2 separate regions of the Hordeum vulgare genome follow, and region 1 is linked to region 2. The links are chromatin contacts, called in public Hi-C maps. All regions are on one chromosome and are shown on one strand. Each heading gives the region's core, a stretch centred on a gene start, on an enhancer-like site or on the middle of the called end of the contact. The rest is flanking DNA. Distances are from core to core; before and after follow the strand shown.

Evidence for each region. A called contact is a pair of places that touch in the nucleus more often than the background predicts.
Region 1: a contact with region 2 is called in a Hi-C map of seedling, with 2.6 times the contacts expected there. The contact joins the promoter of LOC123427741 here to the promoter of LOC123430767 in region 2. A contact is called at or near these places in 3 of 6 Hi-C or Micro-C datasets (leaf and seedling).

Annotation. Positions count from the first base shown.
Region 1 is chr2H:608,204,006-608,206,705 of MorexV3_pseudomolecules_assembly, reverse strand. LOC123427741 (clathrin interactor EPSIN 1) reads left to right here and starts at 1,311. Exons shown (of 11, transcript XM_045111858.1): 1 at 1,311-1,665; 2 at 1,795-1,846; 3 at 2,366-2,445; 4 at 2,536-2,614. The coding sequence starts at 1,625. It overlaps LOC123427742 (cell division cycle 20.2, cofactor of APC complex-like), which reads left to right. Exons shown (of 5, transcript XM_045111859.1): 4 at 1-77; 5 at 178-555. The coding sequence ends at 327.
Region 2 is chr2H:607,976,251-607,978,950 of MorexV3_pseudomolecules_assembly, reverse strand. LOC123430767 reads right to left here and starts at 1,291. Exons shown (of 3, transcript XM_045114604.1): 1 at 945-1,291; 2 at 376-444; 3 at 1-254. The coding sequence starts at 1,118. The coding sequence ends at 54.

The DNA of each region.
Region 1 (2,700 bases), core at 62-2,561, 230 kb before region 2:
CGTTGTGGAAGTACCCGTCGATGACTAAGATGGCCGAGCTCAATGGCCATACTTCCCGTGTCCTCTTCATGGCTCAGGTAATCTTTTTGCCCCATATATGCTTTGTAGCTAAGTTTGAAACGCATATTGCGTGCACAGATGGATGGCTTATGGTTGTGCTTTGTTGAACCTTTGTAGAGCCCTGATGGTTGCACGGTGGCATCTGCGGCCGCAGACGAGACCCTGCGCTTCTGGAATGTGTTTGGGACTCCTGATGCTCCCAAGTCTGCAGTGAAAGTGAAGACCCCCCAGAGCAGAATGTTCAACAGTTACAATCACCTACGCTAGGGAGGGATCAGGTCCCGGCAAGTGCTGCAACGCTGACAAGAATTAGCAGGCTGATTTTACGTAGAAATTCTTTGTGTGTACTGAAGTGTTTTGTGCGTGCTTCAGTATGCTGGTAACTTTAGTTGGTATATTTTACATTGATCCGGATGAACATCAAGACCAGTTTGATGTATGTTATACATACATATGTCGATTATATATAAGTATAATGACATTGGTGTTTTTTTATCAACTGTTGTTGCCTCACAAACTATGCTCTCTTGCTTCTGATGTTCCCTGTTGACTGGTTTTGATGTTGACGTGGGGTCTGGAGGGTGCTTCTCTTTTGGTTGCCTTCTTTATGCAACTTGAGGTGCCTCTCTGTTGGTTGCTTTCTTTATGCAACTTGAAGCCACCACCAGTTGTGACCACTATTTTATCATGTACTCCTCTGTACCGAAATATTTGTAGTTTTAGTAGGTACAGAGGGAGTAGTAGTGTAATTCTTTTCGGGAAATACACGGACCTGCTTCTGCAATGGAACCTGTGTGTGTACTCCGGGCCTAGCAAAAATGGAACAGAGTTTCACATCCAGGTTAGATGTGTTTTGTGAGCTTGAGATGTCGGAGGATCTTCTGTCTTGTGCCAAGTTTGGAGTGGCAAACCATATGTTACCCTCTTATGCTTCTTTCAGTCAAAGAAATGCATCTCGGTGGTTGGTTGGTTCAGTGTCAGATGACGCTTGTGCCCATCAGATTACAAGATTACAACCAAACATTCGCAAAATTAGATTAGCAGTGCCTTTACCCCATGAGATTACCAGTGAGATTTACCATTTCCTCAACCAAAAGTAGCACCACAGTAAAAGATTAGCGGCGCATTGACACAGGCTGTGGTACCGGTGCGTTTGCAGCCGGTGCCATATCGGCCGTCAGATCTCACCGGAGTCGATCCTGGCCGTCCGATGGTAGCACACATGTGGCTCCTCTCCCTGCCTACCCACCGGCCATCACCACCACCAAAAGTGGCCCTTTCGCCCACCTCGCCGCCCACTCCCTCTGCTCCCCTCCCTCCCCGCACGCGCGCGCCCTCCGCCCGGCAGGCCGACGACCTCGCCGTCGAGGTGGCCGCCGTCCGTCGCGAGGGCTCGCCGCTCGCCGGGATCGGGGGAGCCGCCGCCGCCACCGCCGCGCCTCCATCCCGTCCAGACGCAGCCTCCTAGGCCACTCGCTCGTCTGCCACTACCAGCTCAGCGCCCGACAGCCCAGATCCCCCCACCGTATAGAGTCCCCGGCCAGCCTTCGACGCCGCGCCGGCCATGGATTTCATGAAGGCCTTCGATCAGACCGTAAGGGAGATGTAAGTTTTCTCGATACGATCTCGTCGGTGGCGCCCCCCCGTTTTACTAGGATGGGTACGGCGTTTTGCTGAATTCGGCCCGTGGGGAGCGAGATCCTGATCCGTTTGTCTTCGCGCGTGCTCTTGCAGCAAGAGGGAGGTCAATCTCAAGGTGCTCAAGGTCCCCGAGCTCGAACAGAAGGTTTGGATCTCGCCCAGATCTTTGCTCCGCTCCTCTGTAAAACTGTTTCCTCTTGCCGGTAGTGGAGCCGTGAATTATCGTATTAGTTCATGTGGTGGAGACTGGAGGATGGAGCTTGGATTTTGTCTAGTAGTGTGGTTTACGTATGCTTGGTTGTGATACCACTGTTGTGTGTTCGTGTGCGCTCCACAGTAGCGCTTTAAGGAAACTGAGAAATGCTGTAACTTTTTATAGGAGCAATAAATCAAACTATGTTACTTAAGAAAGTCAAATTCTCCGCTGATGGTTTGGATAAATTATTAAGACCTGAATCAGATATCAGTCGAAACAGACCACCGAATGCACTCCTCACTGAATTGCTTTTGATTTGCCTGTAATCAGGCTGGATTCCTCGATGATTACATTTAGAGCTGGAAGTTCGATGAGAATAGATGGCTGGCAAGACTAGTCATTTTGATCTCTTATTGTATCATATTTCGTAGTTTGTGTCTTCTCCTAAAAGTTTTGCTTTCAAATCAGGTACTTGACGCGACAAGTGATGAACCTTGGGGTCCCCATGGCTCTGCTCTTTCAGAGCTAGCTCAGGCCACCAAGAAGTAGTAAGTTTTAATGTCTTATTTGTGTTGTGCTACCGCCTCCCCCTTTCATTAGTGCTGATGAAATGATGCCCATAACTTCTAAATCTGCAGCTCTGAGTGTCAGATGGTGATGGGTGTCCTCTGGGCCAGGTTGGGTGAGCGAGGTGCAAACTGGCGTCATGTGTATAAGGTTATTGTTTTTTATTCCCTAATGACCATCCTTTCAATAGTATATTTGACCCATATTAAGCTTGTTAGGAATCACTTCTACAGTGA
Region 2 (2,700 bases), core at 42-2,541:
GCATGACTCCTGATTTGGATAATCAAACACAACACCTACGCCACCGCAGCTCACTACATGCTAGGCGGGTTCGATTTGGAGGTCTGATGATCCTCGGTGAGCTGCATGCTCTGAAGAACCTCTATAATTGATCCCACTGCACGATCTCCCCTCTCTAGGACATGCTCCAGTTTCTCCACCTTCTCTAGCAGCTGCTCGGCTTTCACATTCGCGCAGCTCAGCAGCTTATCGGAAGTCTTCAACGCCCTGCACAACTAGAGTTTGAGGTACCGAGATTCGGGAGCAAACATGTTAGGGTTTGTATCCAGCAACGAATTGTAGTAAATAACCACAGGTTGCGTCCTCAGTAAAGGAAAAGGAAGGGAAAAATCACACCTTCAGCATCAGGGAAGGCCATGAAGGATCATTCTCCCGTAGAGACTTCATCAAACTGTCATAGTCTTCCTGGTTGATGATGAATGCAGAAATGAGTTACATGTACGTGTTCATACCAGATAGCTAGTAACTAACAGAGTAGCACCCCACATCAAATTGACGAACAAAATGCCTTTGCTGCCTCTTGGTGGATTCTTTCATCGGTACTGAACTTCGGATTCGAAAATTAAGTAAACAACAAACATGAGCAAGCACATCACATCAGCTGGTCAAGGTGGGTGAAGTAACCTACCATAAGATGTGAATTATATGAACTTAAGTTAGATGAGACCATCTTAATTAATCCCAACATTCAACGTTGCACACTTTTCTGTGTACCCTATATGAATCTATGGGACTATGCACAGCAAGATTCTTCACATCGAGCACAACTGAGTAGCTCTGGGAACACATGAAAGCTGATGGACGCATGATTCAGAGAATGAATTCGAAGGAACAACAAACAATATGACAGGTGAATCAATTGATACCTACAAAATCAGAAACAGGGGAGCGAAGGGAGCCCTCACCGCGAAGAGCCGCTGGAGCTCGGAGGGGTCAGCTTCCTCCACCTGATGCACTGCCAAGGGGGAGGAGGGAACAGATGCATCGCCTCCGCCGTCGAGGTGGTCGTCGCCTCCTTCTACAGCGAGGTCGCTCAGGAGATCGCTGACAGTGAGCAATGGGCCTCCGACCCCCCGCATCTCAGTGCTCAAGAGGTCGCTGGACCGAGAGAAGTCTTGCAGTGGCGGGACCGCGCGGAGGCCGGGGGGGGGCTGGATCCGGCCGGGAGGACCCGTCGCCGGCGGGGAGAAGGGGGGGAATCGATGGGCACGACTCGCAACACGCTGAGAACTCCCTTGTCGCTTTTGCGGCCCATGCGGCTTGTAAATGATGTGGGCTGGTTAACGAGATGTTTCAACGGGCCGGTTGCAGGAACGAATAGAGGGCTTGTGGGCCTCTAATCTCTTCTTTTCAGAAAAGAATAACTTGTAGATTTTTTTTAGGTGTAAAGCCAAGTTTATTTATCCAAAAGCACAGAGAGTATAGGATACAAATTGTGTCATGTGATTGCTACTTTTCTTTTAGCGCGCTTAGAGCATCTCCAACAATTCGTATGTTCAATCGTTGGTATAAGTGTCCACATCAACAATCAACAACACATCATACAAGGTCTTCAATGGAGTGTATGTTAATCGTATGTAAAATAATTAAGCGGGTCCATTAAATATTAAAGAAATAACCGTGCTTGCCTCGGAGCTTGTAGCTTGTGCGTGAACCGTTGCTTCAAGTTCATACGATTTCATTCTCTCTCTTCTTTTATTATGCGTCATGTCATCAAAATCATCTATGTGATAATTTTACCAACGATGATCATAGGACCATTGAAGAGACCCTCACACCGTCCGCAATTTGTCATCCAACATGTGACCCAATCGATCCACACACAAGTCCAGTTGTCTAAGATCTCGCAGACTAAACGCAAATAAGGGGGCGTCCGTACCATCGCCATGTACGCATTTGACACCCTTAGCGCTCCCAAAAACCTCTCGGCATGAGGCGGTTGTCGTGCATTCATGTAAGTCAACGCCCCTTCCCAGAAGACGTGACTCCACGACATTGATATTGGTCAAAGCGACACAACCGAACGAGTTGGTGGCTCTGCTTCAATGTTGATGTGGCGATCGAGAAGCCTACTCCAAGCACTACGTCACATTGAAGTCAGCTATTCGTCCCTTCTTCTGGTCGTGCTTATTTAAGCCAGCTCTGGTGTCGTCCACAGCGCGCCGCATCATTCCTCTTTGCTCAGAACCTCACTAATCATCTTCGCTCTCGTGGCGTCCATGCCATGCCAAAGTTATGGTTCTTCGTGTCGGCCGACGTCAGCTCCAGAACTCCCTCCGAATCCGGATCTTAGTGTCCCCGTCGCTCTCCGGGGCTCTCGACCTCCAAAGCGATCGCCTTTTCCGAGGAAGAAGAGATCGTCATCTTCCCGACGATGAGGAGGGGCTATTACAACAACCATCACGCTTCCTGGCAAAGGCAACAACGACAGATGAGGAGTGGTCGAGCGATCGCTATGCACGATCTGACGCCGCCCTTGCCGATGTCAGCCACGCATGGAGGAGGAGCCAAAGTCATCACCTCTCCGGTGCACAATCGACTTCATCGTCGTGCCACGCCGAGAGTGGCAACGACATGAAAGAGGAGGTGATTCCGGGGATAGCGAAGGCGTATTGGTGCCTACGCCACTACCGTAGTGGTCGCGGTGGCCGTGGCGCCTCA